6 separate regions of the Mus musculus genome follow, and regions 1, 3, 4, 5 and 6 are each linked to region 2. The links are chromatin contacts, called in public Hi-C, Micro-C and capture Hi-C maps. All regions are on one chromosome and are shown on one strand. Each heading gives the region's core, a stretch centred on a gene start, on an enhancer-like site or on the middle of the called end of the contact. The rest is flanking DNA. Distances are from core to core; before and after follow the strand shown. Region 1 holds the start of Trim16 (tripartite motif-containing 16). Region 2 holds the start of Hs3st3b1 (heparan sulfate (glucosamine) 3-O-sulfotransferase 3B1). Region 3 has its middle 11 kb from the start of Tvp23bos. Region 4 holds the start of Lrrc75a (leucine rich repeat containing 75A). Region 5 holds the start of 1700086D15Rik (a long non-coding RNA gene). Region 6 holds the start of Tvp23b (trans-golgi network vesicle protein 23B).

Region 1 (3,140 bases), core at 311-2,810, 1.1 Mb before region 2:
CCACGCGTGGGAGCTCACCCTTGCAGAGGTGTCGGGAAATTAACTCCTGTCATCAAAGTCAGTCAGTCTGTGGCACTTTGTAAGGACAGCCTGAGAAAATGAGGGCACCTCATTTAGGAACAGTTTTATTAGCTGGATGTGGGGCTAGTTTAGCAACTGTCTCTTCGTGGAGATCACAGAGTAAGATACGGGGCCTAGAAAGGCTGGAGAGAGCTGTATGTGGAAGGGGACAGTGCCTTCCCTCTTCTACCCGATGGCCCCTTCCTGTGCCCATTCTCAGCCAGCTCCTGGAATGCCCTAGAAGCGGACACTGGAGGGTCAGGGTTATAAACATCCATCAATTTCTGTGGTTTCAGAACCAGGATGCTTGCACAGGGTGGCAAACACAGAGACCATGCGTTTCGCAAAAGAGAAAAATCATATTTGAAGGCAGCTGAGCTGAGCATGGAAGGGGAGAAGCACAGTTAGATCCACTTCCTGGAGGGTGGGGTCTGGTGAGGATTTATGAGATAGGGAAGGGTGGCTGAGAGGACCATAATCGGTCCTCATGGCTCTTCGTGGGATGCATGTTCAGGACAGGTCAGTGTTAGAATGTTCTGAGGGCAGAAGTTTTGGTCTTCTGATGCCAAAAGGTCACCCACTAGTTACCTGCTCAGGTCCAGATGAGTCAATTTCAACAAAAGGCCATCAAGTTTCGGAGAAGCAAGCCAGACAACTGTTATCATCAAAGCCCACATGTTAGAGGTTTATGGCAGAGAGTGGAAGGCCAGGGCCCTGTCCACTGGGTGGCTTCTCACATGAGTGAGTTTTAAAAGTCAACCAGAAGTGGAGCTAGGAGGACGGTTCAGTGGGTAAAGTGCTTGCTAGGTGTGCATGGCCACCTGCAGCCATGCAATGGTGCTTATCTGTAACCCCAGCACTGGGGCAAGAGTCTAGAATATCCCTCTGACTTGCTGGCCTGCTGCGCTAGGTGACCTAGCGTGTTCCAGGTTCACTGTGAGGTCCTCTCTCATGAAATGAGGTGGAGAGCAATTAAGAAAGACACTAGATGTCAAACTCTGTCACACACACACACACACACACACACACACACACACGACTAAAATAAAACAAAAGTCTGATAAAAGCAAGTTATTAAAAGCAGATAAAGCTAGATTGACTATGTCTGTCTGTCTGTCTGTATGTCAGGTTTTGTGGTGGTGGTGGTAGGACCAAGCTGGTGGCTCATTTAGGATTAGCAGCTGCCCTATTATCAAAGTCCTTACATTTTGGACCCCTTTAAAAATATATGGAGTAGAGAGAAGGGGAGGGGGAGGGGAGAGAGAGGGAGGGATGGAGGAAGGAGAGAGAGAGAGAGAGAGAGATCCACCGCAAAATATGGCTTGTGGGACCGCTCAAAGCCGCAGAGGCTTACAATAGAGCTCAGGAATCTTGCCCTTTTTTCCAGTCCCACAGGCACACGTGGTCTCCGGAAGAGCCTATGGGGTGTGCGTGAATGAGTCCCGTAAGAATAGAAGTTTCAGGGCTGGGCTAGGAATGAGAATGAGAAGCCTGAGCCAAGGAACAGACACAGGAGCCAAGTGGCAAGGCAGTTCTGAGCCTTGTCACTGTGGCTGGCTACTAGCCAATCTGGAGGAGCCTCGTCCTGTCTGAGTAACTGAGCTTCCTCGGGAGGGAGGAAACAGTTAATGTCTCAGGGCAGCTGCAATCTGCTAGGCGTGGCTCTCTGGTTTGACTTGGGCTACTCAGATCCTGAGCCAAGGGACCGCGAGGAAGGACGCCTTAGTCCTTAGTCCGCAGAGCCTCCACCAGATGGCTGAATTGGATCTGATTGCCCCGGGGCCTCTGACCGGGGTCACTGCTCACCCTTTGGCCCCTCTCGGCCCAGACCCTGTGTCAGCTATCCCAGCAGAAAAAGAAGATGCGGACCCTCTCAGCAAGTCAGGTGAGGAAACCCAGGAGCAGGGTCATGACCCCGCAGAGGTCGGGGCTCCTGGTGAAGAGGATCAGATCTTGTGTGACTTCTGTCTTGGGGCCAGCAGAGTAAGGGCAGTGAAATCCTGTCTGACCTGCATGGTGAACTACTGTGAGGAGCACCTGCGGCCACACCAGGAGAACAGCAAACTGCACAGCCACCAGCTAACCGAACCCGCAAAGGACCAGGATCTACGCACCTGCCCTGCCCACCACAGCCCTTTGGTTTCCTTCTGCCACACGCACCAGCAGTGTATCTGCCAGGAATGCGGGGAGGGTGAACACAGAGGCGACAGTACTGTCTCCCTGGATGCAGCCCGCAGGAACAAAGAGGTGAGTAGTGGGGTCTGTCGCCTGGGAGGGACCAGTGGGAGGAGGTGTCCCCAGGGAGAGGTCACACATGCTGCATTTGTGGCTCTGTTGATGCCAGTTTGTTCCGAGTCAACAGAGGAGAACTTTAGCGGTAGTGCCTGGGTGTTGGTTCGCTGTAAGTATCTATAGCCGCTGGCTTTGGAAACAAAAGTGGGTCACTGTCCCCATCTCAGTGTCCCTGTTGCTGTGCGGTCTCTATTGTCTCTGCCAGGCATAGGAATTTCCTGCTGTTTCTAGTTAGAGTTTAGTAATGTGCATTTGGGTGTGTGCTGTAGAAGGTTAGCCTCAGGAGTGTGGTATTTCCCTCTGGCAGGATCTGTGAGGCATATATCAACCCATGAAAACCTTGGCAGAAGTCCAAGGGAAAAGAAGAAACCTCAGACTTCATTTCTCCTTTTCTTCCTTCCTCTCTTTCTTAACTTCTTTCTTTCTTTCTTTCTTTCTTTCTTTCTTTCTTTCTTTCTTTCTTTCTTTCTTTCTTTCTTTCTTCCTTCCTTCCTTCCTTCCTTCCTTCCTTCCTTCCTTCCTTTCTTTTTTTTTGAATCGCAAAACCACAAAAGAAGCTAACACAAAATGCTGCATTCAAGTAAAACAAAACAAAACAAAACAAAAACTGCCAAGATAACAGAATTTGAAACGCACACGGAAGTTAATGCCAAGGGCGACTTAACTTACTGGAGAATAAAGGTTCCTTACGGGATAGGCTGGCAGGAGCACCTGAGAAACACTGTGCTCGAAGTCTGAAATTTTACTTTTATCAGATAAAAAAGTCATTTCTGAAGCACTGCTTGCCT
Region 2 (3,044 bases), core at 502-3,001:
AATACACGTCCTTGTCTTGGCGCTCCCAGCACCGAGACCGGGAAGGCGAAGCGGCTGCGCCGGCAGCGCCTCGGGCGCCCAGAAGCCTTCAAAGAGGCTGCGCGCTGCAGTGCGCGCCTTTGCCCGACAGGGACCAGCACAGCTCCACGCCCGGCGCGCCGCAGCCAGCAAAGTCGCGCAGCCTCCCGGTTACCCTCCCTAGCACAAGCGCCTCGCAAGCTGAGCGGGTCAGACCCCCTTCGGGTTGCGGCAACAAGAAGAATTGTAACAAAAAGTTAGACTCAAAACACCCTTGGCTCTGAGCCTTAGCCTGCGCCCCTCTCCCCATCTGGGCAGCAGAAGCGACTCTAGCAGTTGGTGCTCGTTAAAGGCTGTGACCCAGAGGCGCACAACACTCCTCCCCGCGTCCCTGGCTGCAAGAGAGACAAAATCCTAACCACTCCGAGTTATTCGCGTGGGATGCGGCCACAGCCAAAAGGTAACCGGTTCCTCCGGCGCTTTCCCAGTAGCTGCCGGGTGGGTGTCTTTGTGGAGAGATCACCTAAATGGTTCTAGGGCGCAGCATACCAGCCAACGGTGCCAAGCTAAAAGTTTCTGTAGGTGGCTGTCTCAGCCTACTCCGGAGCATCTGATTTCTCCCCAACTGTCCACCAGCAATGTGCGGTCGCACTTTGGTCCCCGCCCGCCCTAAATTGACGGAAGTTGTACCCCTGCTTCCCTCCCCACCTGACGCGCAACGGCCGGTGGGGGCTCACGGTCGGGATCACGGCCGGCGCAGCGGCCCCTGGAGAGGAAACTCACCGGTACCAGGCAAGACCCTTGTGGTAGCTGCGGTCGAAAAAGTGGGGCTCGGCGCCCACGGCGCGCACGTCGGGGTGCACGCGCAGGAACTCCAGCAATGCCCGCGTGCCGCCCTTCTTCACCCCGATGATGATGGCCTGCGGCAGCTGCTTGCTCCCAGCGCCGCTGAAGAAGCTGGAGATGGGACTGGGGGAGTCCGGCGCCTCTGGACTCTGCTCCTCCTGGCTCCCAGCGCCTACTGTCTTATCCTTGCCTGCAGCCAGCGAATTGGCCGGAGGTGCCCGGAAGGGCATCTTAGGGGATGTCTCATTCGGAGCTGTGACCAGGGCTGGCTGAGCGTGAGTAGCGCGGGACCCCGAGCCCAGGAGCAGCAGGCCGGGAGCGGCGGTACAGGAGCCGGCGCACGAGTACAAAAACATGTACAGCCAGATGCAAAGCATGGCGAAGAGCAGCGCGAGCTTCCTCCTCACCGGCGGCGGGGGCGGCGGCGGCTGCGGCAGGAACCGGCCCGGGACATCGAGACAGGACCGGCCGCCGCTCAGGCGCTGCCCCATACGCGGCCCGCGGGCGCGGCCAGGGGCATGGCTCAGCACATGGCAGGAGTCCCGCCGGAACAGAGAGCACCGCGACGGTCCCCTGCCACTTTGAGCCCGGAGTGATTCGGTTTATTGCCCTCCTGCGCGCGCGGCTGCCGAGGCTGCGGCTCTTCCCCGGGTGGCGGCGGCGGTTGCAGCGGCGACGGCTCTTGACATGATGCCCACGAGAAGCCGGGGTTGGAAAGCTAAGTCCAGGCGACGGGAACTGTGAGCAGACGCGCTGTCAGTTACGCTGTGCCCCGCACTCAGTAACTCTGGACGGGGCGCACGACAGCTCGCCGGGGCTGCCTCCTCGCAGCCAGGAGATTGAGAGCAGCCCCGGCGCTTGCCCGCTGAGGCTGCGGCGGAGAACTGCGCAGGAAGAGAGCCCAGCACTGAGGTGGAGTGGGCGGTCCCGGCCTTCCGAGTGACGGGCTGCGCTACCTACCAGGAGGCGCGAGCAGCATGCAAATGCCGGAGCTTCACCCAAGTCGAAACAGCCAATCGTCTCTCGGAACGTGGGGGTGTGGAAAGGGTTCGCGAAGGGGGGTAGAGCAGTATGGGGTTGCTATTGGCTTCAGAATTCAAGGGGCGGGTTCAGGGAGGCGAGGCCATCGGCTGGTGACAGGAGCAGATGGTGAGGATGCTGGAGTGACCCAACGCTGAAAGAGGTCCCACCCGGTTGAGTGGCGCTCTCTTATACACGCGCGCTTTTCCACACTCGCTTCTGAGGCCAGTCTTGGCTATAGTTGCCTATGTGACAAAGATGCCAGTCCTCATCCAAGGGTCCCGCCATCCGGCTCCTGAGTGTAAAAGCTGCAGAAAAGAGACAGGGATGGAAGAGGGAAAGCCGACCAGACGTGTTTCCAGCCCCACCCGCAAACCCAGTTTCATAATCGGGGCTCAGGGAAGGGCCTCCAACAGACCCTGATTTAGGAAGTTTAAGTAGGGAAAACCTCGGCGGAAGTCACTAACTTTCCCGCTCTCTCAATATTGTCCAGAATGGTCTCCCTGTGCCTGGCGCTTAATAGGGACAGACGTAAACACTATCTCACTCTTTCCAAACTCTCCTGAAAAGGCCTGGGGGGTGAACAGAGAGAAGGAAGGTTGTTTAGTTTAAAGACACTAGTTGAAACTTAAAGTCACATGTCGGAGTTTTATATGGGTATCTGTTCCTTGGCATCATTAATTTGATAGATGTTCTAACTTCTTTCTCTTGAACAAACAATTAAGCCGGCATCCGCCCCTGCTTAGAAGATTGGTTGGGTTTCTGACCTATGACTCTGTACTGAATCCTAGGCGTTTTCCCCCAATAACTTTTTTTTAAGTCGAATGTTGATATGGGGTAAATTCAGGAGTAGTGACTAGCACTTATTTAATGGTGAAAATCCACTCCGAGGCTTCCTTGTTTCGCACCTTTGTCCAGGGGGGCGGCCCGGAAAGGGGTCTTCTCAGAAACTGTCAGCTCTGGTGAGGGAAGCTCGGGCGCTGATGCCTGGCCAAATTTCTGCGCTGGCGATCGGAGTTAGGAAAGTCGGGATGGGGACGTTCACCCAAGTGGCGGCTTGAGAGCCTTTCGGTGCCTGGAATCCATTTTCCGCAAGACCGAAAGGCCTCCAACGCCAGGCTGCGTGCGGTTCCGGGACAGAATTTTCATTCCTTCCGACC
Region 3 (3,235 bases), core at 10-2,509, 1.0 Mb before region 2:
CAGCCTGGGCTACATATCAAGATTCTGTCACTCACACTAAGCCAAACCAAACTACCACTTCCACTATAAAAGCTACCAGCCACACAGGTTCTGGTCATGGTAGCTAGAAGGGCTGTTTTGCCTCCTTTTCTGTTGGCCCTTGGATTCAGGGCTCACTTAAGAAAACCATCTTGGACACTGTGTGCATCCTAGCTTCTCTCTTACCTGACTCAGTCTTACTTTGCTATAATGGATATTTGCCTTCCTTATATCTGCAAGTGTACATTAGTGGGGACTAGGGAGAAGTTGCCTTTTGTCTCCTTTCCAGTCACTGTGACACAGTGCTTTGAGAAAGGCAACTCAGAAGGAAGTTATAGCCCATCACTGTGGGGGAAAGGAAGGCAGCAGGAATCTGAAGCAGCTAGTCACACCCATAGTCAGAACAGAGAAGGGAAGGAATGGACACAGGCATAGTTTCAGCTCTCTTTCTACACTCTTAAACCCAGGCAATGGAATCTTCTCAGGGCAACTAAGGTAGTCAAAAACCTCACAACCATGCCCACAAGTAGGTCACCTTGATGTACACTGTTCTTCCCTCATCAAGACTCTCCTAGGGTGATTCTAGACTGTGGTATTAACAATGAAAAGTAGCCATCATTGCTGCATAGAGTTAAGATCATGGTGGTAACATAGAGCTATCCTTTTGCCCGGAATGTTTCAGACCATTGACAAGCCCATGATTTGTGTCTTGCTATGGAAAAATCAAGCAATATCAGAAACGAAGTACTTGGCAGACACAAATTCGGTTCCTGGTTGAAAATGTAGATGTCCTTTGTCTCGCTGTCTGGCAACAGTGTTCGGATGGGAAAGAACACTGTGCTTCGAAAATGCAAATCATTTAAGAGATTAAAACTTAGAAGTTTCTGTCCCCTGCTATGGAAGCAAGGATGAAAAGCCTTTTGGGTCTTGATGTTCACCCCAGCCCTATTGGAGGCTCATGCAATCCCGGTGACCATCTAAATGCAGGAAACAGATAACTCTCAAAGAAGAAACACTCGATTGTTTTCACAAAGAACATTTTTTTAAAGCACAGTTTAAAATTCAGTTCACTTTTGGAGGATATTTTTAGCATCTTGAGAATGTTCCAGATCACTGACTCAGTAAGCCCAGGCTCTTAAAAATGCATGTTTTTAAACGCCACAATGCAGCATTGTCTAAGCGCCTTGCCATTTAAGACTGACTGTATATTCTGAAGTCCGTCTTGGTTGCCTAGGGACTGTTCACAGCCTTTCTGGGCCCCAGACACTCCCTCCTTCCCAAATGTGATGAGAGGGCACGTTCCCAGCATAGTACAGAGAAGAGGGGCCCCAGGAGTGGCGTGTGAAAGAACAGAAAGTTACTGCGCTTCGGGCTCAGGACCTAAGGGGGTTTTCATCTAATGAAATTTAGCATCCTAGCTTTGGAGAGAAAGAAATGAAGGCCCGGGAGCAGCGGCCCATCTCCATGAGGTCCCAACTGAGCCTAATTTCTTTCTCTCCACCAGCCTTTTGGGAGGGAGAGTGCCATGGGATGTGTGGACCATCTCCCTTCTGGTTTGGTGCAGCCCCTACTTGGGTATCGTTCCATGGTTTGGTTAGGTTTGGTTAGGTTTGGTCACAAGCAGTAAGCCTGAAGCACAATGGCTACTCCAGGAGCCAGAAGCAGGAGGTATGACTCAGTGGCCCCTAGTCTGAGATACACCACATTAATAAAAACATATCCACTGTCTTCTCCAGTTTGTTTAAAATGTACATGACTCTACAGACAGGGAAGTACAAGTTTGATTGGTTTGATTTACAATGCTTTGACTTCGTGAGGGTGCAGAAGCCAACTCATTACCATTGGACTGCCTGTGTTCAGAAGGTGTTCAATAGTACCCGGCTTTTGCCCAGCTGTAGGCACTCTGTAGCACCCTGGCATGTTGAAGGCAGACAAGGCTCAGCTATCGTGTTTAGGAGGCTAAGCATATTAAAACACAGTTCTGAAATAGAACACTTTAAACTCACTGTGGGTCTATCGGGATCCAAACTGAGGACTTACCTGTCTATCTAGGTTATCCAAACAGGAAGTTTATCAAAGCACAGCAGAGGGGGTGACCCTCTATAGTCTGGGGATTAAGAAACAGACAACTTTCTGCCACCTGGCAGGACAACAAAGCCCTTCCTGTGAACCCCTAAACATTGCAAGGGTTTGGGGGAGAACTAGTACTGTTGTATCCTCCCAGTAACCTTGGTCCCACTGAGTTCTTTCAGGGGAGGCCCCGTATAACCCCAGCATCATATGGAGGCAGAACAAAAGATCTAGTTCTCATAACCCCTAGATTAGCAGCAGAGTATGCCAGGATGTGTCTGAAATATGCCAGGATATATGTCTGAAACCATATGCCAGGATATGTCTGAAAGCGACTTTAAGGACATGCCATGATTTGACTGAGAAGTGTACCCCAGTGGTTCATGTAATTGAACACTTGGTTCACAGTTAGTTTTGCCATTTGGAGAGGTTTGGGGGTCTTTAGGAGGTTGAACCTTGCTGGAGGAAGTCATTGGGATGGGCTGTGAAGGTTTATAGCCCTGCCCCGCTTCCAAATCACTCTCCCTTCTCTTGGTTATGGTTGAAGATGTGATCTCAGCTTCCTTCTCTGGCTTTCTGATGCTATGCCTTCTTTCACATTATGTACTCTCCCTCTGCAACTGTAAGCCAAAATAAACTCTTCCCATCGCTGCTTCTGCCACGGTGCTTTGAATCACAGCACTAAAATATAATTTTTTTTTTTAAAAAAAGATTTATTTATTTTATATAAGTACGCTGTCAGACAGCTACCAGAATAGGGCATGAGATCTCATTACAGGTGGTTGTGAGCCACCATGTGGTTGCTGGGATTTGAACTTCAGACCTTCAGAAGAGCAGTCGGGTGCTCTTACCCACTGAGCCATCTCACCAGCCCTGAAATGTAATTGTTATAGGAAGACTATTGACAAAGTTTTCACAGATGCACCCTGTCAGCATGCTCTGTGGTACATTGCCTGGGTTCAGTCTCCTCTACACCCTCCCTTCAGCATGCCAACAATCCTTGTCTCAAGAGAAAAGGGAGAAGAAGCCTCTGGATTTGTCCTCACTGATTCTTCCAATAGCTGTTTTAATGAGTGAGTCTCTGAGCAGGTTCCCAGGACCAGTAGTTTTAGCACCATCCTGGGAAGTTCCTAGAGAGATGAAAGAC
Region 4 (3,070 bases), core at 69-2,568, 1.3 Mb before region 2:
GGGAAAACCTCACAAAGGTCAGCTGAGGTTTCCCCTCCCCCATTTTCAGCACACTGTTTATCTACAGGGGTCCTCCAAGAATATAAGGTCTGCACAAAAATATAACGTCTGTGCGAGTCCGTGACACAAAGCCAGACCAAACCGATCTGATCACTGTTCCACCGAGCACCTATGCACCCTCCTGCCTCTGCCACTCAGCAAGACCCTATAGTACAGGCTACCACTTTCCCCGGAAGAAAATGAGAAAGGAAAACAAAAAAACGAGAGGTGGGTGAGGCACCAGCCCTTCAATAGAGGGGACTATTGAAGGGGACTATTGGTCAGATGTGTAGTATGCCCCTTAGTCAGTGAATCAGGACCAGGCTGAGAGAGTACAGTACAGTTCCTGCTGGCCAAGAAACCAAGCCTAGCTTCATTCTGACCAAGACTTCTGCCGGGGTCTCACTGCAAGGACCAGCCAAAGTTAGGGGAGATGAAACCACAAGACACAATATTGGTTGCAAACGATCTAGGGGCTGAAATCTTACTGGTCCTAGGGACATACCTCAGAAGCTGGCTTAAACAGATAACTGCGCATTCCCTGGGGACCCTTGCAAGAGGGTGATAGGTTGTGAGCAGAGAGGAAGAAAACTCTGGCCCAGACCAGGCATTCCTCTCTGTATCCTCTCTCATCAACTATCCCTGGGGACTTGTGGAGGAGAGGAGCAGGGACAATGGTCCAACAGGTCCCCTTTACCTACCTGGACAGGTCAGCCTTCCTCACCCTAGCCTGAGGCCCCAAATTCAGCAGGAAACACAGAGGCACCTGCTGACACACCGCTCCATCCCCGCGAAACGGGGACCCTGGGCGGTGCCTCCCGGCGCTCTCCTGTCACCCCCCTCGTAGGGGCGGGGCGCTCCGGGAGCCGCCGCGCCCCCCATGCCCCCTCCCCGCGCTCACCTGGCGCAGGTGCTGCAGCAGCGTCCCCGCCTCCTCCCGCCGGCCCTGGCGCACCATCCGCAGCAGCTCCTGGACCATGCCGACGCGCCGGTGATAGGGGGGTAGCCCACTGCCCGCGCGCCCCGCCTTGTCCCCGGCGCGCAGCAGCAGCGACGCCCAGAAGTCGGGTCGTTCGCGGCGGGGGCCGGGCGCCGCGCCGGGGCTGGCTCTCTCCGCCAGGCTGCCCTTGGTCTGCCGAGTGCCCATGCCGCCGCCCGCCTGGGGCTGCGCGCGCCGGGCTAAGGCCGCGTCCCCCGCCGGCTTCGCGCCTCCCCGGCCGCAACTTTGGGGGAACTGTTGCGCGCGGGAGGCGCGGGCGCGGGGCGGGGGCGGGGGCGGCTGCGGCCCGCACTCCCCTCGCTCCTCCCTCCTCGCTGCCCCGGCGCGCTCTCCCGGCGCTCGCCGCCAGCCCGTCCCGGCGCTCGCCGCCAGCCCGTCGGCCCCGCCCCGCCCCGCCGGCCGCCCCGCCCCCGCGCCGCCGCGTGTCTCCCTCCCTCTCCGGCGCCCGCTCCTTCCCGCCGCGCGGCTCTGGGCTAGGGGTGCCCGGCGCCCCCGCCCTGCTTTGTCCCTGGTGCAGCGCCCCCTGCCGGACACTGTGCTGCGCCTCTTGGGGCCCGCGGCTTCCTGGCAAAGGTCAGTGAGTTCCCCGATGCTTTCCTGACTGCGCGCCTAGGTGAGGCCCAGGGATTACGGTGGTGGGAGGAGGTCGGGGCGCCGAGCGAGGGAGAGAAACTTCGGAACTTGGAGGTCCTGTTCGCCGCAGAGTCTAGATTCTCAAGAGTGGGCTCTGCAGAGAATCAGTATCTCAGATTGTCCGAGGTGCTGGTTTAAAGCGTAGTATCTCAGGCCTGGCTCAATGCCCACTGAGCAAGCCTCTTCTCCGGGCCTGGAAATGTGCATTTAGCTAGCATCTTGGGTGGTTCCGATGCTCGTTTCTTGGAGCCCCAGTGGCTTTCAGGTAGGTGATGGTAGTTGGTGCACGGACACAGATCTGGATACTCTAGTTTTGTGAACTCTGCATTCTTTTCTCCCTCCGACACTGCTGAGAGGAGACCTTTAAGTCTTCCTGCTACTACTTCAAAGCGGAAATGTGGCTTCTGGTTAGACATTCCTTGTTGCCTTCTTCTCGGGTTTCTTCTACCAACCCCCTGGGAACCCATGGTGCTTGGATAAGGTATTTTGGAGGCCCATGTGCCCTGTTCTTAGCTGTAGGAGGGGCAGCAGTTTTATTTGTATTTATTTATTTATTTTTTCTTTCTTAAGGTCGCTAGTATTGCTCTAGGCCAGAGGGCTGGAGTCCACCACCTGCTGCTGATACGTATCAGAAAAGCCTTGGGCTTCCAGATCCCTGGCTCCTTCTGGAAGGTTAGGATAGTAACACAGTAACATTTATGTCAAGAGTTGGAAGGTGAAGACTGTGTGTGTGTATTTCTGTGTCTGTTTACCCTGGTGCTTTTTTGTTTAACAAAGTTTCTCCCTGGCGTGGAACTCCCCAAGCAGGCTAGTTTGCCTGGCCAATGAACTCCACAAATCCACCTATTTTCCACCTTACTAATTTAGGATTGTTAGGTGAGTACGACCACACGACTTTTTCTTTTCTTTTTTAAAGATTTATTTATTATATGTAAGTACACTGTAGCTGTCTTCAGACACACCAAAAGAGGGCATCAGATCTCATTACGGATGGTTGTGAGCCACCATGTGGTTGCCGGGATTTGAACTCAGGACCTTCAGAAGAGCAGTCAATGCTCCTCCCCACTGAGCCAGCTCACCAGTCCTTTTTTTTTTTTTTTTTTTAAGGTAGATCACATTATGTATCCCTGGCTAATCTGGAACCTTTTACATAGACTAGGCTGGCCTCGAGTTTACAGATTTACCTGACTCTGACTCCTGAGTGCTGGGGTTATAGGGGCGTGTGACAATTTTTCTTTAAAAATTAAAAAAAATTATAAATTAAAATCTTTAAATTAATTTAGAGCTTAATTCTTTTTAAAAATGAGTCATGGATACCAAACTCAGTCCTGCTTGCAAGGCAAGCATTTTTACCCACTGAGCTGTCTCTTAGACCGGTGAATACTTTTTGGAAAAAAA
Region 5 (3,085 bases), core at 300-2,799, 1.2 Mb after region 2:
GGAACCCATTTCCAAGACCCTGTACATAGAAGGCTAATGTCTTCCAAAGACTGGGTCAACTTTCAAGAAAAACGATCAGAACCTTCGTGGTCCATCTGGTGAGCCCTTCACCAGGCCAGGCTCTCTCCAACCTCATCCCAGCCCTCTAAGATGGCGGCTTACTGTGCTCCCCACCTACAGACCGAAAAACAAGTCCTTAACAGGGGCTGACTTCCGGTTCTTGTATCTTCTCTTCAGGGGCTGACTTCCGGTTCTTGTATCTTCTCTTTCGCCCTGTGCTAAAGTTTCCGCTCAGCTCTGTGTTTCACCCAGGACAAGCCAGATATCACTTCCAAGAAGAACAGGCTCTCAGGATGGGTAGAACCCCAAGTAGACTCTAAGTTTCAACAACAACAACAACAAGCAGCAAATGGCGGCATGCATGAGGCTGAGCCCTCCTTCCAGTCCACAACCCAGCAGCTGCTGCCGCCCTTCGCTCCTCCAAAAAGGCAGCAGCAGGTGCTCTCCCTGCGTCTTTGAACTACTCTCCTTGAGTCCTCTGCTTACAATGCATACATCTTTTGATCCAGTTGCCCAGGAATTTCAGAGAACCCTCTGCATGCCACACTGTCTCTGCCTCCAAAGGAGCTTACAAATCGAGCTGGGAAGATGATCGGCAAGTTAAAGATCACACAACAAATGAACCATCAAAAGCGCAGCACACTCTTAGAATTCAGGCTCCAATGAACAGAACTTCAGTTTGCCCGGCACTGTAATATTCCCAGATCAAGGCACTGTAATATTCCCAGATCAAGGCATTGTAATATTCCCAGATCACGGCACTGTAATATTCCCAGATCGGAATAGTGTGTGGCCCAGAGGAGACAGCCAGTGATTTTACACTGAATAACTGAGCACAACATGCCATCCAAAAAGAGTTAGAATGCTGGCCCAAAGATCCTAAAGCTACTCTTAGCCATTTTTCTGGGGTAACTCCACCATCATTACAATGTCTATATCTCCAAGGGGCAACCATCACTGTTCTCATTTTGCTAATAAAAAAAAATGTGCAGAGAGCTAATCACAAGATCATTAAGCAACCATGCAAATGTGTCCCACTTGATAATCACTTGATAAGCAGGCACAGGCTGGCCAGGGAGAACTTTCCAGAGTAGGGTCGGAAGTGAAGAAACACATATGGGAAAATCAAGGCAGAAACATGTGAAGATGACCAAAGCAAGACCTCATGTAGTCCAGGTTGGCTTTGAACTCACTATGTTGCCTTCCCAATTCTACCTTCAGGCGGATTACAGGTATGTATCACCATGTGGTGCTGAGGACTGAACCCAGAGCTCCATACATGCTAGACTCTTCCTATAGTTGCTATGCTAAGTTGCTGATTTCTACTAAGATATGCCCAGTTCTGAGAAGATAAGCCAATGCCCAGAAGTTTTTCATTTGTAATAATCCCAAAACCTGTGAGTTACAGAAAGTGAGCTAGGTGGGGAGTGGTGGAGAAGAGCAGCTCTCAAGCTCACCTCTCTACCGGAAAGAGGTCACTAAGGCCTCTCTACAAAGCACTTTATGACATCACACCTACCATCCAGACTTCCAGCACTATGAGCTGCTAGTGAGTGGAGATACTAAGAAGCAAATCATGGCCCCTTTCCCAATGCACAGGTTGAGTCTCTCAACATTCTCAATAGGAAGAAGAACCCCCACGCTACCTCCTTTCATTCCCATCACTGGCCAGAAGTAAACCATTTCATCTTGGCAATAAATATTGACCGAGCACCAACCGTCTACAAGGCACTGCTCTGTGCCCTTGGCATGCGAGGGTGATCAATACATTCTACTGGAGACAGACGGGCAAAAATCAAAAAGGTACAAGCTTTCAAACTGTGGGGAGTAGTGGACAAAAATGAAAAGAATGATGGGTAAGAGTGAGGGAGCAGGGGTTTTATCTGAGCCTGAGAGCCAAGTGCTGATTGATGAGAAAGCAATTTGGGAAGACCACATCCTCAACCAGGTAGTAAAAATTGGTGGTCAGCAAGAACAAATCTCTAAAGTGGAGCTGGGCTTCATGTGTCCGAAGCACAGGAGTTCAGGGACAGGGAGACAGGAAGACAAAATGAGCATGCTGAGACAAAGGGGGGTCCAGAGGGATGTGGCTACTGAAATGCTGGGGCTGCTAAGCAAAATGATGGCACTGGAAGTGTTGAAGCAGTAGAGTATCCTAAACTAATTTTTGCTTCAACAGTTTACTCTAAACTTCACCAAAACAGACACAAGTCAGGCCTCAACTTTGTACATGTTGGTCATCCACCTAAGCGCTCAGCAGCTCTGGCATAGCAGGGTGCAGCCCCTGGATTTGTACTTCTAAGAATGTTCTTTGAATACATAAGACTACTTTTTACAATAATAATAATAATAATAATAATAATAATTCAGTCTGCTTTTGCCTATTTTTCATTTCCTCCACGAATGACAGTGAAAAATATAGTTCCTATGCCCATGCCTCAAAAATCTCACAACTTAAAAACAAGTCCTGAAGGAAGATAGGAGCCAGGTGTCTGGAAGCAACACGAATGCCTTCCCTGAGACATCTATATCCGAGCACCAATCTCTAACACTCCAAGAGAACACCAGGCTACTAAGTGGACTGAGAATACTCCATGAGAAACAGCAACCTGTGGTCAGAGTGAGGGGCCCACCCCTGGGATGTCTACTGCCATCATGTATGCCAGAGCCCAGGGAGTGTGATCCAGAAGCCAAGACAGTAAAGAATGGTCAGCTTGACAACCAACAGCTACACCCCCCAGTACCAGGAAAGCACTATCTCAGCATCCAACATACCAAAGACAGTCCACGTGAGGCTATATTTGTGGCAATACCGTGCCAAAAATCTGGGCTAATCTGACTCTGCTATTCATAAATTCCCCCCTCATGTTAAAGCACATGTGTTTGGGAAGGGAAAATGAATCCAAGTCTAGTTTAGAAGCTTGGAAACGCTTAGGTTACTTGGAAACCATCTGGAGTTCCTGAAAGCATGAGAAGCCATCACATCCCCTGCCCTCAAATGCCCACTGTAACTAGGGCAGTATGC
Region 6 (2,779 bases), core at 149-2,648, 1.0 Mb before region 2:
CAGGCAGACTTTCCCCGTCATTAAGTTCCAGTTCTTGAGGGTGAGGGGAGATAGGGGCAAGGCAGGAGGACAGAGCATCTAGTCAGTTGGTACTAGGAGGCAACACCCTGTTTCAAAAGCAAGCAAAGAACCCCCCCCCCAACACACACACACCAGTCCTCCAAAAAGGAAGACAAAAATCCTAACAAGTGGGAAATTCACTTTCTTGTCAAATGCTCTATATCTTAAAATATGGTAGTGAATTCAAATTGCATTCATATAAAAAGTGAGAACCAAAAAAATTTTTTTTCCACACAACCTCACAACACAGGGTGGGCCACCAAAATCTTTGTCCAAGCAGGTTAGGACATAGGTCATTTGTCCAGCTTCACACGAAGATGCGCAATTACCTTGCCTGCTTTCTCTTTTTTGGGAACTAGGTCCATGTTTCTTCATTATTGTAACACTGGGTTTGACATAGTCCTGGCAAAGAACCAGATAAAACCCCGGGTTCTGTGAAGAGTCCCTTCAGTTAAGAAAAGGTGAGAGGGACATTGCATGAGCCTCCAACAGTCTGACATAGTTGAGCAAACAGAATATCTCTATCATTACAGTTGCAAAGATGGCTTTAAACTCTCTGAATTTGTCTCGAAAAACCAAAAAAAAAAAAAAAAAAAATCTCTGAATTTTAGGTCTAGGCATGATCATGCCATCAGCAGGTGACTTAAAACAGTAATAAAAGCAAATTTGTGCCACTTTACTAAATGCTCTGTAAAGCCATCACCGTCCTTCCCACTTTACAGCCGAGGAAGGATGTACATAGAGATTGGTTATATAATTGGTACATGGAGGGCAGAGGCGCGATACTGGCCTCTCTTCTTGTTCTGAGGTTATGCCCCTTACAGCAGTACCCTCACTGCTTACGCTAGTCTTCTTGTCTCTTTCTTACTCGGTTTTTTTTTTTTTAATTTCTTTCCAAGGACACATTTATTTCTCAATTTTCTTTAACATTTAAATCGCTTAAGAAAGACTATACTAAAATACAATACATTTACAAGGTTAAATTATAAAGCTCCGCCTCTCTCAGGGCGTCCCTGCTGGTGGTAATGACTCACAGTTTGTACTTCTTTGGTAGCAAAAAACATTTTCCATTCATAACCCAAGAAACTTCGCTTTAGAACCCATTAAGTTAGCCAGTTTATTCCCAAGCGTTTTGCTTTTCCTTAGAAGTGCAGCCCTTGCCCCTGCTCACGCTTGCCCCGCCCACCTCCACCTCAGCCCCTACAGAGTCTCTGCGTCAAGGCCCCGCCCACACACCCCGCCTCCTACCGCCCGCGTCCGTCGCGTGGACCAGCTCTTTCCGCCCCGCCCACTATGGAGCCCCGCCCCAAGGTATGGACCCGCCTATCGCCTTCCGGTCTCTGGAGTTGCGCCCTCCCACCAAGTGGCTTCCTGGTGCGCTTGTGACGTCGGCTGTAGAGCTGGATCGCGTGGCAGCTTTGCTGTCGTGGCTCTCGGAAGTGGGGGGCGGGTTGGCGCAGGGTCGTCATGTTGTCGCAGGTGAGGGATGGCGGCCGAGCGCCGGTAGCCGGTGCTTGAGTTGGGGCTGGGGGTCTTGCCCAGTCGCCCGAGGCTGTTGGGTCCGTGTGCCCGCCCACTGCCTGAGCTGTAGGAACTGCAGGTGGGTGGGTAGGAGGGCCAGCCCCGGGCAAATTGTCGCTAGAGGGTTTGTGGACTGTGAGGGATAGGGTGCACCGGCGACCCCGGAGGCACAGAGGCCTCCTGTCAGCGGGTGTGGAGCACACTCGCTGCAGGATCTCTGGGTGTGAGGTCGGGGGTAACCCGTCTTCCCATAGCCTGCCCGGATGAGGGGAATGGCCTGTAGGGCCCTGATACACAAGTTCAGGGCGATCCTGTAGGGAGAGATTGCCAGAGCCTTGGGTTCCAGTGTTACTACGCTGTACACAGATAATCACGATGGTTATCGCCTTTGTACCCGTAGAGGTCGATGTAGCCAATTGTCCTTCGGCCAGAGATTAGTACATGTAATATATTTTCTTCCTTTAAAATTTTACTGTGAAGCTGGGCGTGGTGGCGCACGCCTTTAATCCCAGCACTCGGGAGGCAGAGGCAGGTGGATTTCTGAGTTCGAGACCAGCCTGATCTACAGAGTGAGTTCCAGGACAGCCAGGGCTATACAGAGATATACAGGCTATACAGAGAACCCTGTCTCGAAAAACCAAAAAAACAAAACAAAAAAACAAAAAAAATTTTTTTTTTACTGTGAACTCCCATGTAGATTGTGTCACACGGGTTTCATTGTCAGGTTGGGATGTTCAAGGAGATGGGATCTGCAAAGGGCAGGATGGCTGGGGGTGGGGGTTGGGATGGGGAGAGGTTAGGTTGGGGAACAACATATTTTCAGATCATAATAATAAAGACATAGTGACATACCAAGTGTCTCAGGATGGGCCAACTAGAATCTGTGATAAGAAAAGTCTACTTTGTGGAAATGTGGAGTAGAAAAAATTCATTGATGGTTTCAGCTCAGCTCTGAAGGTGCATTTAGATCCGCTTCTTCCTACTCCTAGGTCTGTGACCATAAGTCCTTCCACCTGTTGGGCATTTGACATTTTTTATAGTCATTACCTTCCTTCCCCCAGGCAACCTGTGCATTAAAATTTCTCTGCAGACTTAAACATCTGTTCCCTTGTGGTTTTTGTGTTTTTTGGTTGTTTTTTTTTTTTGTTGTTGTTGTTTTTTGTCTGATAATTTTCTTTCTTATTACCTAGAAGCAGCC

What was found. A called contact is a pair of places that touch in the nucleus more often than the background predicts. Capture Hi-C pulls out chosen DNA fragments and counts their contacts.
Region 1: a Hi-C map of LSK cells shows a contact between it and region 2, with 5 times the contacts expected there. The contact joins the promoter of Trim16 here to the promoter of Hs3st3b1 in region 2. A contact is called at or near these places in 2 of 39 promoter capture datasets (hippocampal neurons and pre-B cells) and 1 of 484 Hi-C or Micro-C datasets (LSK cells).
Region 3: a contact with region 2 is called in a Hi-C map of cortical neurons, with 4 times the contacts expected there. The contact joins the enhancer-like site here to the promoter of Hs3st3b1 in region 2. A contact is called at or near these places in 3 of 39 promoter capture datasets (the 3T3-L1 cell line and 3T3-L1-derived adipocytes) and 3 of 484 Hi-C or Micro-C datasets (the N1E-115 cell line, cortical neurons and palatal mesenchyme).
Region 4: a Micro-C map of embryonic stem cells shows a contact between it and region 2, with 2.8 times the contacts expected there. The contact joins the promoter of Lrrc75a here to the promoter of Hs3st3b1 in region 2. A contact is called at or near these places in 1 of 484 Hi-C or Micro-C datasets (embryonic stem cells) and 1 of 115 datasets of contacts at active chromatin or transcription factors (embryonic stem cells).
Region 5: a contact with region 2 is called in a Micro-C map of embryonic stem cells, with 3 times the contacts expected there. The contact joins the promoter of 1700086D15Rik here to the promoter of Hs3st3b1 in region 2. A contact is called at or near these places in 3 of 39 promoter capture datasets (the 3T3-L1 cell line, hippocampal neurons and stem cell-derived epiblast-like cells) and 1 of 484 Hi-C or Micro-C datasets (embryonic stem cells).
Region 6: a contact with region 2 is called in a capture Hi-C map of embryonic stem cells, with 6 times the contacts expected there. The contact joins the promoter of Tvp23b here to the promoter of Hs3st3b1 in region 2. A contact is called at or near these places in 5 of 39 promoter capture datasets (the 3T3-L1 cell line, the C10 cell line, embryonic stem cells and 2 more), 2 of 484 Hi-C or Micro-C datasets (CD4 T cells and muscle stem cells), 1 of 115 datasets of contacts at active chromatin or transcription factors (embryonic forebrain) and 1 of 9 other capture datasets (embryonic stem cells).

What each region holds. Positions count from the first base shown.
Region 1 is chr11:62,818,693-62,821,832 of GRCm38.p6, forward strand. It overlaps Trim16 (tripartite motif-containing 16), which reads left to right and starts at 1,561. Exons shown (of 6, transcript NM_053169.2): 1 at 1,561-2,307. The coding sequence starts at 1,813.
Region 2 is chr11:63,920,533-63,923,576 of GRCm38.p6, forward strand. It overlaps Hs3st3b1 (heparan sulfate (glucosamine) 3-O-sulfotransferase 3B1), which reads right to left and starts at 1,752. Exons shown (of 2, transcript NM_018805.2): 1 at 802-1,752. The coding sequence starts at 1,355.
Region 3 is chr11:62,910,357-62,913,591 of GRCm38.p6, forward strand. No RefSeq gene overlaps it. Among named protein-coding and RNA genes, the nearest start is that of Tvp23bos, 11 kb to the right of the region's middle. Within about 2 kb of position 1,260, at least 60 of the 459 cell types and tissues checked have an H3K27ac peak or open chromatin away from gene starts, as enhancers often do. A contact at or near this core is called in cortical neurons, where this site is marked.
Region 4 is chr11:62,647,205-62,650,274 of GRCm38.p6, forward strand. It overlaps Lrrc75a (leucine rich repeat containing 75A), which reads right to left and starts at 1,319. Exons shown (of 4, transcript NM_198861.1): 1 at 941-1,319. The coding sequence starts at 1,186. It overlaps Mmgt2 (membrane magnesium transporter 2), which reads left to right and starts at 1,460. Exons shown (of 2, transcript NM_175002.2): 1 at 1,460-1,652.
Region 5 is chr11:65,158,351-65,161,435 of GRCm38.p6, forward strand. 1700086D15Rik (a long non-coding RNA gene) reads right to left here and starts at 1,550. Exons shown (of 2, transcript XR_003949567.1): 1 at 1,518-1,550. All of the region lies in intron 1 of Arhgap44 (Rho GTPase activating protein 44), which reads right to left. It overlaps LOC115487730 (a long non-coding RNA gene), which reads left to right and starts at 1,530. Exons shown (of 3, transcript XR_003949568.1): 1 at 1,530-1,863; 2 at 2,471-3,085.
Region 6 is chr11:62,878,057-62,880,835 of GRCm38.p6, forward strand. Tvp23b (trans-golgi network vesicle protein 23B) reads left to right here and starts at 1,399. Exons shown (of 7, transcript NM_026210.5): 1 at 1,399-1,539. The coding sequence starts at 1,528.